Regions from separate parts of the Mus musculus genome. Here region 1 is linked to region 2. A link is a contact called in public Hi-C data. All regions are on one chromosome and are shown on one strand. The core of a region is the stretch at or near the end of the contact, and the rest is flanking DNA. Distances in the headings are between cores, read along the strand shown.

The links. A called contact is a pair of places that touch in the nucleus more often than the background predicts.
Region 1: a Hi-C map of B cells shows a contact between it and region 2, with 6 read pairs. The contact joins the promoter of Slc26a8 here to the promoter of Ube2i in region 2.

Annotation. Positions count from the first base shown.
Region 1 is chr17:28,688,105-28,692,349 of GRCm38.p6, reverse strand. It overlaps Slc26a8 (solute carrier family 26, member 8), which reads left to right and starts at 2,363. Exons shown (of 20, transcript NM_001290320.1): 1 at 2,363-2,633. It overlaps Mapk14 (mitogen-activated protein kinase 14), which reads right to left and starts at 1,008. Exons shown (of 12, transcript NM_011951.3): 1 at 495-1,008. The coding sequence starts at 610.
Region 2 is chr17:25,271,463-25,275,934 of GRCm38.p6, reverse strand. It overlaps Ube2i (ubiquitin-conjugating enzyme E2I), which reads left to right and starts at 2,504. Exons shown (of 7, transcript NM_001177610.1): 1 at 2,504-2,614. It overlaps Gm17801 (predicted gene, 17801), which reads right to left and starts at 1,811. Exons shown (of 1, transcript NR_027452.1): 1 at 407-1,811.

The DNA.
Region 1 (4,245 bases), core at 1,114-3,613, 3.4 Mb before region 2:
AAAAATTCCGGGAAAGGAGCGCTTTCTCTTGCAAGTTTCGTTCAGGTGACCGCAGTCCCCGGGTCAGGCTTTGCCCTACAGCTCCTCGCTGGAGCTCCGCCCAGCTCGTCTGCTCCCCGGGGCAGGGCTCCCGCGTCCCGAGTGGCGGTACCCGGAGGCAGGGTCCTGAGGCCGCGCTGCAGCAGAGGACCCCCGGGAGGGCCAGTCTTGGGAGCAGGGAGAGCGCAGGGTAGAGAAGCATCCCACCGCGTCCGCAGCTGACCCGCTCCCGCACACGGCTCGCCCCCGACCTGCGTATGCAGGGCGAGGGGTGCAGGACACGTCCCGCTCCAGCTGCCCCCTGCACCCCCAGACACGCCCGGAGGAGAATTCCTGCCGCTGGGCGCATCGCTGAGCTGTGGGGACAGGCCTGGCCCTCAGGCATGCAGGGCCACCCTGCTTGCTCCACCGCGTCCCCCCACCCCACCCCTAACCCGAGGCCCGGCGACACTCACCACACCGAGCCATAGGCGCCCGAGCCCACCGGGGACAGGTTCTGGTATCGTTCGGGCACCTCCCAGATGGTCTTGTTCAGCTCCTGCCGGTAGAACGTGGGCCTCTCCTGCGACATCTTCCAGCGGCAGCAGCGGGGCGAGGAGGTGGCCGAGCGGGGGCTCCTGCCTGCAGCCGCACGCTCTCCTCTGCGCCCGCCCGCGGCAGACCGGACCCCGCGCCCGCCACCCGCGCAGGTGTGGAGGCTGCGACCCGCCGCCCCTGTCAGCCGCGGCGGCTCCTACGAGCGTCGGCAAGGTGCCGGAGCCGGCTGCACGGCTCGAGGCTGCTCCCGCCGCGGTCCTCCTGCAGCCGCTCCCCGGGGAGGGAGCGCACGCCGACGCCGCAAGACACCCGCTCGCGCTTCAGCGCCCCGCTTGGGCTCCAGTGGCGGCGATCCCACAGGCAGCGGCCGGGAGCCTCTCGCGGAACTCTCGCGAGAACAGCTCCAAGGAGGCCCCGCTCTGAATCCAGATCTTACCCAATATGGAACCTGCCCACGGGGCGGGGGGTCGCGAGAAGAGCGCGCAGGGCCGGCAGATCTCGCGAGAAGAGGGACGCGGCTTGGGGAGCCGAGGCAGGAACTCTCGGGGACTGGGCTCCCCGGGGCGCCAAGGGTGGAGGCCGCAGCGCGGGGCGCGCGCGCCTCTCTGTGGTCGCACGGGCGAATGCCTGGCGCCATGGCGGAAAGCCGCTGTGACAGCGTCGGGGAAGAGAGCCAAATGATCTTTGAACTCCGAGCAACCTGCTCACTAGAGTCGTCAATTTCCAAGAACAACTTGAAAGAACAGACAGGCCCTGTCCAGAAAGCTGTCGCATTCCGGTCTGCTCAAGGACAAGTGGCTCACCTCGGGATGCTGGTGAAACCTGCCCCCTAGGCAAATATTAGTCTTGCCTCAAAGCCCAGGCTCTCCCTCCAGGCGCTCCTACATGTTTTCAGGCAGAAGTGGCAGAAGGAGGTTCCAGGGACCCACAGGGAGTTCCAATGCACGAGGTCAGAGGTAGACATCATGAATGGCCACTTCCAGGCTGGGGACCAGCATTTGCAAGGCCCTGGGTTCAATACCCACTACTGGAAGGGGAAGGTACACACACACACTGCAAGTAGGTCATTCCATTTCAGGAAGGTCTTCTCATTTATTTATTTATATTTACACCACCTGCAATTCCGGCATTTGGAAAGACCAGAAAACCCTTCATATACATGCATACATATATATCTATTTACACAGCCTGTAATTCCAGCATTTAGAAAGACCAGGAGACCCTTTCATACTATTTATTTATATGTACAGAACCTGTAATTCCAGCATTTGAAAAGACCAAGAGACCTTTCTCTTATTTATTTATTTATACACAACCTGTAATTCCAGCATTTGGAAAGACCAGGGGACCCTTCTTATTTATTTATTTGTTTATTTATTTATTTGTTTATTTGTATTTACAAATCCTGTAATTCTAGCATTTGGAAAAACCAGGAGACCAAGCCTCTGCTGTGTAGTGATGAGACCGTATGTGCAACACCCCAAAAACCATCACTCGGGTTTGAGACCGACTCTTGCCCTTTAGAGCCATCCAAAGTTTAGAAATTTAAAAGAAAATTGGGGGGTGGGTATTAAAGACTTAATTCATGCCTCTGAGAGTATGGAGAACTACTAGGGCGAGCATTCTGACCGCATCTCATTTAGGTAAGTCTGTTGAGCTTTCTTAGGCCCTGGTTCTAGTCTCTACAAGATCAATGCGACCCTGCATTCCCACCTAGTGGAATCTTCCGTAGAAGCCGAGAAAGCTAATAAAAGTGAATGGGGAAAGTTAGACCCGTAAGAACCCACATCCACCCATGCCTACACCGAGCAGGAGAAAGGGGAAATCTTATTCTCGTGGCTATTTCTAGAAGATCCGGGTATGTGGAGGGCAGCAGGGACCCCTTCTCCTCGGCCCAGATGCCATCCTCGCCCGTCACCCGCACAGCCGGAACGCCCGCGGGTTCTGCAGCAACGGCTCCGGAACTGCCGGCCTCCGCGTCCGCAGCGCTGCCGCCAGCCAGGCTGGAGCCGAGTCTGTCCCCAGCGTCTGCGCTCCTGCGGGCCACCGGAAACCAGGTGAGCCTGGGTCGGGAGCGGTCCGGAGCTCTGGCTGCCGCCTGGGAGCTGACAGCCCGCTCGCGTCCCAGAGCGTGGCTGCTTGGGTCACCTGCAGAGCCAGGAGTGTCCCAGGCACAAGGAGTGGGTGAATGAATGAATGAATGAATGAATGAATAGCGGTGGTCCCTGGAACTTCTCTCTCCTTATAGAAAGGCTGCGTGAAACCGAAATGGCAAGAGACAACATGGAATTTGCATACTGGATCCTTTCAAAAATTCGCATCTCTGTGATGTCCACAGCTGAAGGAACTGGACTGTGGGCCCCCCACACTTCCACTCTCTGTGTCCTCATCAGGCCGCAGCTCAGGGCCCCCTTTGCTTCCAGACTTTACTGTTCTGCTCATTTTGTTCTCTCTGCCTTAAGCCCACCCTCTGTCCCCTCTCCTCCTTCTCTGTCTTCTAGTCCTTATTGCTGGACTTTGGGTCCCCCCATGAAGTCTCCACTGTTCAGCCCAGTAATGAGGATCTCTCTACCACACCTGCTTGGTATCACACTGACTAGCATTAAGGGAAGGTGTTTATGTGACCTGTCAGCAGCTGGAGGGCTGCCACCTTCAAGCATCTCCTGCCACTAGACCATCCCCAATACATTCTCCACCAAAACTGAGAGTCACAGGCAATGAGGTTTTTGGTTGGGAAATACAAGTGCTTTTTTTTTTTTTTTTTTTTAATTGGAAGTGAATTTTGTCTTATGGTTTTAGAAAGCATGTGAAAGATGACTTAATTAGGTAAAAGATATTCTTGTACCTTAACTAATTTTGAGGGTTTCTGGTCCTTTGAGTCAAAATTTTATAAATCGGGTTACATTTTTTTGCATTTAAAATATCCCAAATAGAGATTTTAAACGAATCAGTGAGTGGGTGAATGGATGGATGGACAGATGGCTGAGGGTAGCAGAAGCAAAAAGAGCTGTGTTAACGTGCTTGTATTTTTTTTTAAGTGTTTTTTAGCAATGAAAGCCTGCTTAAAGATAAAGGCTGGGACTACAGCTCAGGGTAGAGTAGCCCTGCATGTGTTAGGCCCTCAGATGGGTCCCCAGCCCAGGAAGGAAGAATCAAAAAGAATTAAGGCATGGATGGTGGCTTACACCTATAACCCAGCATTGGCTAGCTGGGGACAGGAGGAGGAGGATGCCAAAGCCCACTACACTCCACCTTTGTGGGGAGCCTGTCTCACAATAAAGACAAGTAAGAGAAGTAGCGGGTAGTGCAGGGAGCCTCCAGGCTGCTCCACCCTACTGACTGCTCCACATCAGGCTCCCCAGCTCTGCTGTGCCCCTGCTTCTCTTTCTGTGTACACAGGCTCTCACTATGGCTGGCCTGGAACTCACTCTGTAGACCAGGCTGGCCTGGAACTCACAGAGATCCACCTGCCTCTGTCTCTGGAGTGCGGGGATTAAAGGCGCCTGTGCTGCCACTATACTGAGCTCCCCCCCGCCCCCCCCCCCCCCCCCCCCGTCTTAAAACATACTTTTGTACTGCCCCAGAAATTCTGACTCAGGAAATTATTTTTATTTGGTTTGTGGTTTTGTTTGTTTATTTTGAAGTAGGAGCTCATGACTGAAAGCTTTC
Region 2 (4,472 bases), core at 1,255-3,754:
ACATCTGCATGCAAGGCACAGTGGGACCCTACCAATTGGCTCTAATTGGTAAATAAAGTTGCCAGGCTGCCAATGGCTGGGCAGGGAGACTGAGGTGGGACTTTAAATAAGAGTTTCTGGGCAAGGGAACCATGGGGAAAAGAGGGATTTTTAGAATCGCCATGCTGGGGAAGCAGGAGGATCAGTCTTGAGAGCTGTAGGAGAGAAAGCATACGGCCATGTAAGAGCTGAGGATGAGTGGCCCCAGGGGGCCCTCCCCAAATAGTGTCTGGGGTAGCAAAGATGGAATATAGATTTTAGTAAATGATAAATTCAGGAGTCTCAGAGGGTAGGTGTTAGCAATGTGGAAGGTTGGGAGGGGCCCAGCTGTTGGGCTGCTTAGGGCATATTAAAAATAAGGCTGCATGTGTGTGTCTTTTATTCAAGAATCCACATGGAGCCGGGGCAGTGGTGGCGCACGACTTTGATCCCAGCACTTGGGAGGCAGAGGCAGGCAGATTTCTGAGTTTGAGGCCAGTCTGGTCTACATTGAGTTCTAGAACAGCCAGAACTACACAGAGAAACCCTGTCTCAAAAAACCAAAAAAAACAAAACAAAACAAAAAAAAGAATCTACATGGGATAGTCATAAGAAGTGCTTGCCTGCTAGGGAGATTAGAGTGATTTGCATACTATCACTACACCATGGCGTTACATCATACACTCCTGCTCTAAACCTTCTGCAGTGCCCTGTGGACCACAGATCAATCCTTTCAATAACTACATACGACTTCCAGCTGCCTCTCCACGCAGTCTTTCCCTCAGTCTCATTCCTGCAGAAAATCCAATATCCGTGAGTCCAGACCAGGCTCAACTGTGACCCTAGCTGAAAAGTAGATTCCAAAGTGGATGTGGTACGATTTGTGCAATTTAGGGGTGGAATCACATAGAACAGGACTTCAAGGTCAGTTGGAGGCCAGGCAGGGATAATGCATAGGACCCTAAACTAAAAAAACAAAGTAAAAAGATTACTGGGCCACTCAGAGCCACCGGCCACAAAATGAGAGCCCCCAGACAATCTGCTGATAACTTTGGTCCCAGATGGTACAATTCACAGGCCAACATCCCTAAGTGCCCAGGAGCCACCAGACTTGGAAGCTGTTTTGCAGGCTGGGATGGATCCAAACCAGATCTGTTGGGGGTACAGATCTAGTGTGTCAGGAACTTGTATCTAAGCCGACCTTGTCTACAACTCAGCCCCAATGAGAGACCAAGGTCCCTCAGGATCTGGTGCTCACTGTGATCTTAACTCTTAAACAGTACGGCTACGAACAGGAGGAATTAACAGGGTGAGCTCCAGGGAATGTTGGACAATTGTGGGCAAGGGGCATGGGACCTTAGTTCCTGTTTTGGGGCACCCAACAACCTCAAAAGGTAAGAGGAGAACGAAGGAAGGAGAGAGTGGTGAGTAGATGGACGGAGATACTGACAGATGAACACTGGAGTCCCTGGCAGCAATTGGACCCATAGTCCAAATTCCCAGGAAGCCCTTGTTGGCTGCAACTGGCCCCGAAAGGCCTCCAGCACGTGCCAAAAAAAAAGGAGCAGGCGCCAGAATGGCCACCAGGGGGCCAGCCGACGGTTCTAAGTACCCGTCCCGTCGGTGAGTCGGTGAGGAAGCATCCGAGCTGGGTTGCAGAGGACTGGCCGAGGAAACTGGACTAGGCCACGGCGTGACAAAAGCGTGTCCAGCGGGGCCAGCAGAAGCCGCACAGGGGTTTCAGGTGGAACTAAGGTGTGGGGTGCGGCACAGGGAAGAGGCCTGGGGCGCGCGCGCGGGGGGGGGGGTCCGCGGGTGCTGCCCCTCCCCCACGGCGCAGGCCCATTCCCCTCCCCCACTAGGGGGCTAACTCGTAGGTTAGGGAGCATCCACATTTCTCTCCCCGTCGGTTTTGCTTGCGTTTGGCCCTTTGTATGAGGCTAGTTCATTGGATAGTTTCGAGGTTCACCCCGCCCAAGTTCCTGAGCTGGCCAATTGCAGAAAGTGTCACAGCGCGCTAAGTTCCGGGGATCGTCACCGTACTGCGACGATTCCCAGGATGTTTAGGCCTCAGTGATCTTTGCTCCCGGGACTCGGGCCTTGAGCCCAAGGATACCTCCAGAGCCTGTGCCCGGGAAGGTGCCCTCTGAGCATCCGGATGACCCTTGGGAATCTATGCTTCTTTTTCCTCACACGACTCTCTGATGTGTCCTCGAGTGGACGCGCTCATCCCGAAGAGGAGTTTGCAGACGCTCCCTCGAGCCTAGGACGCGGCCCCTTTAAGAGTGCGGCCGTTCAGGGCACCGCCTGCTTGGACAGGCGCCCTGGGCTCGGGCTCCTTAGGCGGTCGCGGGCAACGAGGGCGCGGCAGCCGCGTGCGGGCTGCGGGAAGCTCGTGTTTAAGTAGACGCGTAGGCCACCGGACGGGAGGGACGGTAAGCTGAGCAGGCGTGTGGCGGGCAGCCCAGCTCAGGCCCCGCCCCGCCCGCTGGGGTCCTGCGCTCCGTGCTGCGCGCGGCGGGCGCGGAGGGAAGTCCCGAGACAAAGGAGCGCCGCCGCCTCTGCCGCCGCGACGGTCCGGGCCGCGGTCGCCCAGGTGAGCCGCCACCGGCCTGCGCACGCACTCCCATCTTCGCCCGGACTCGCCGCCGTTCCCAGTGAGCTTCCGGGAGGCGCCGAGCGGAGCCACGGCGGCCTCCTCTCGCTCGCGGCCTCCGAGTCTCGGCCTTCGGGGCACTAGGGCCCAGCCGCTGTGCCACGGGAGAATACAGGGTTGGGAGCACGGCCCACTGCCCCCCTACTCTTGGCGAACTGAGTTCCGCCGACCCCGCAACAGATAATCTGAGCTTCCCAGTAGCTCCCAGACGCGTTCTGGGCGGTGCTGGGCTCCGTAGTTAGGCGAGTGAGAGTGCGGAAGGCCGTGAGTACTGGGCCGTGTCGGGGCCTGTAAGCACCCGGAGTCACATCAGAAGGCTTCGTTCGTTACCGAGACGCTAGGCTTGTAGCTTGGGTTTTTGTGGGGGAGTCTTGTGTATATTCTCTGCCCCACCTTCCTTTATTCTTAAGGAACTGTTGTTTTAGTGGATGAGTTAGTTACCTGCCTGCATAGCAGAAAACGGGCGTCGAAGGGGAGTTTGTTTTCTTTCTAAAGGTATTCAGGCTGTGAGTGATCGCAGTCCTGCCCTCCTCTGGCTGTCTCTGCCACTGGAAACTTAACAAACAGCGTGGTATACTTACTGAAGGATCCTTAGGGCCTACAGTGTGCATTCGAGTAAAAGAGGCCGCTTCGCCCTATCCAAGCCAGCCGTAGTGCCTGGTACCCATGTTCCCTCTGCCGAGGTGGGCGGAGATAAGCAACCTTGCACAGGCTCTCTGACCGGTAAGTAGCTCTGAAGTAGGTGGTGTCGCCAGACAAATACTGTACACTGTAGGAAGCCTGGAGTCATAAGACCCATCCCTGTATGTCCTTCCTGTCTCTAGTAGTGGGGAGGGGAATGGTTTTTTGGTTTGGTTTGGTTTAGTTTGGTCATTGCATCACAAAACTTTTAGCTCGTGAAGTGACTGTTTGCCTGGGAAGGCAAGTTGTGTTTAAGTGGCTTTTGGAGTGCTTGCGGGAGCAGCAGCACTGCCCCCCAAGTTTCTGCCTAGATCATTGCCAGGGTGCTCCTAGGGTTCCTTTTCCTCGACCGTGGGGCAAAAGGCCTTTAAGAGTTCTGATAAGAGCCACCTCTCACTTCTCCCTGTTTTTGAGACAGGATCTCTTGTAGCCAAGGCTAACCTTGAACTCTTGGTGATTCCCTGGTTCTGTCTCCTTAACACTGAGTGTCCAGGCAAGAGCAGTTGAGCTAGCTTCTCGGTTCTTCTCACTTAGGATAGCTGCAGTTGGATGCTAGGACAGAGTTCTCTGGGCACACAACTTTATCCTGAAGTCAGTTACAGCTGTCCCAACAGCTTTGTGTGGCCCGGTGTCCAGGCTTCTTTCTCCAGAGCACTGGCCCCGGGCTCCAGAGAGAAACCTGTTAGGAAACCCTGCCCAGACTTGCTTGCCATCTTCTGCCATCTGATTGGCTGGATGAGGATAGCTGCTTCAGTGGAAGATGCTAGAGAAAGAGATTGGGCAGGCCTGTGCGTTGAGAAGTTGAAAAGAGGGACACATTGGAAGTGAAGCCCTATGCTCCAGTCACTCTTAGATGAGCGCCACCTGGGTCGTAAATTGCCTAAGAGATGACTATTAGGGCAGGTTGGGGTTTTGTGGCAGAACCTTGGTGCTTGTTCCTAGACAGGCTCTACTCCTGTGCTAGGAAAAGACAGTTGGGTTTGGGCTGGACTCTCTGTTTTGGACTTGAGGTCTGTAAGAGAGGAGCCTTGCCTTTAATTTGTATACTTTGTGATTTGGTATTGGAGTTTGTGGAGCATAAGTACTGTCTGTTGTGATTTATAAAAAAAGGAATCGG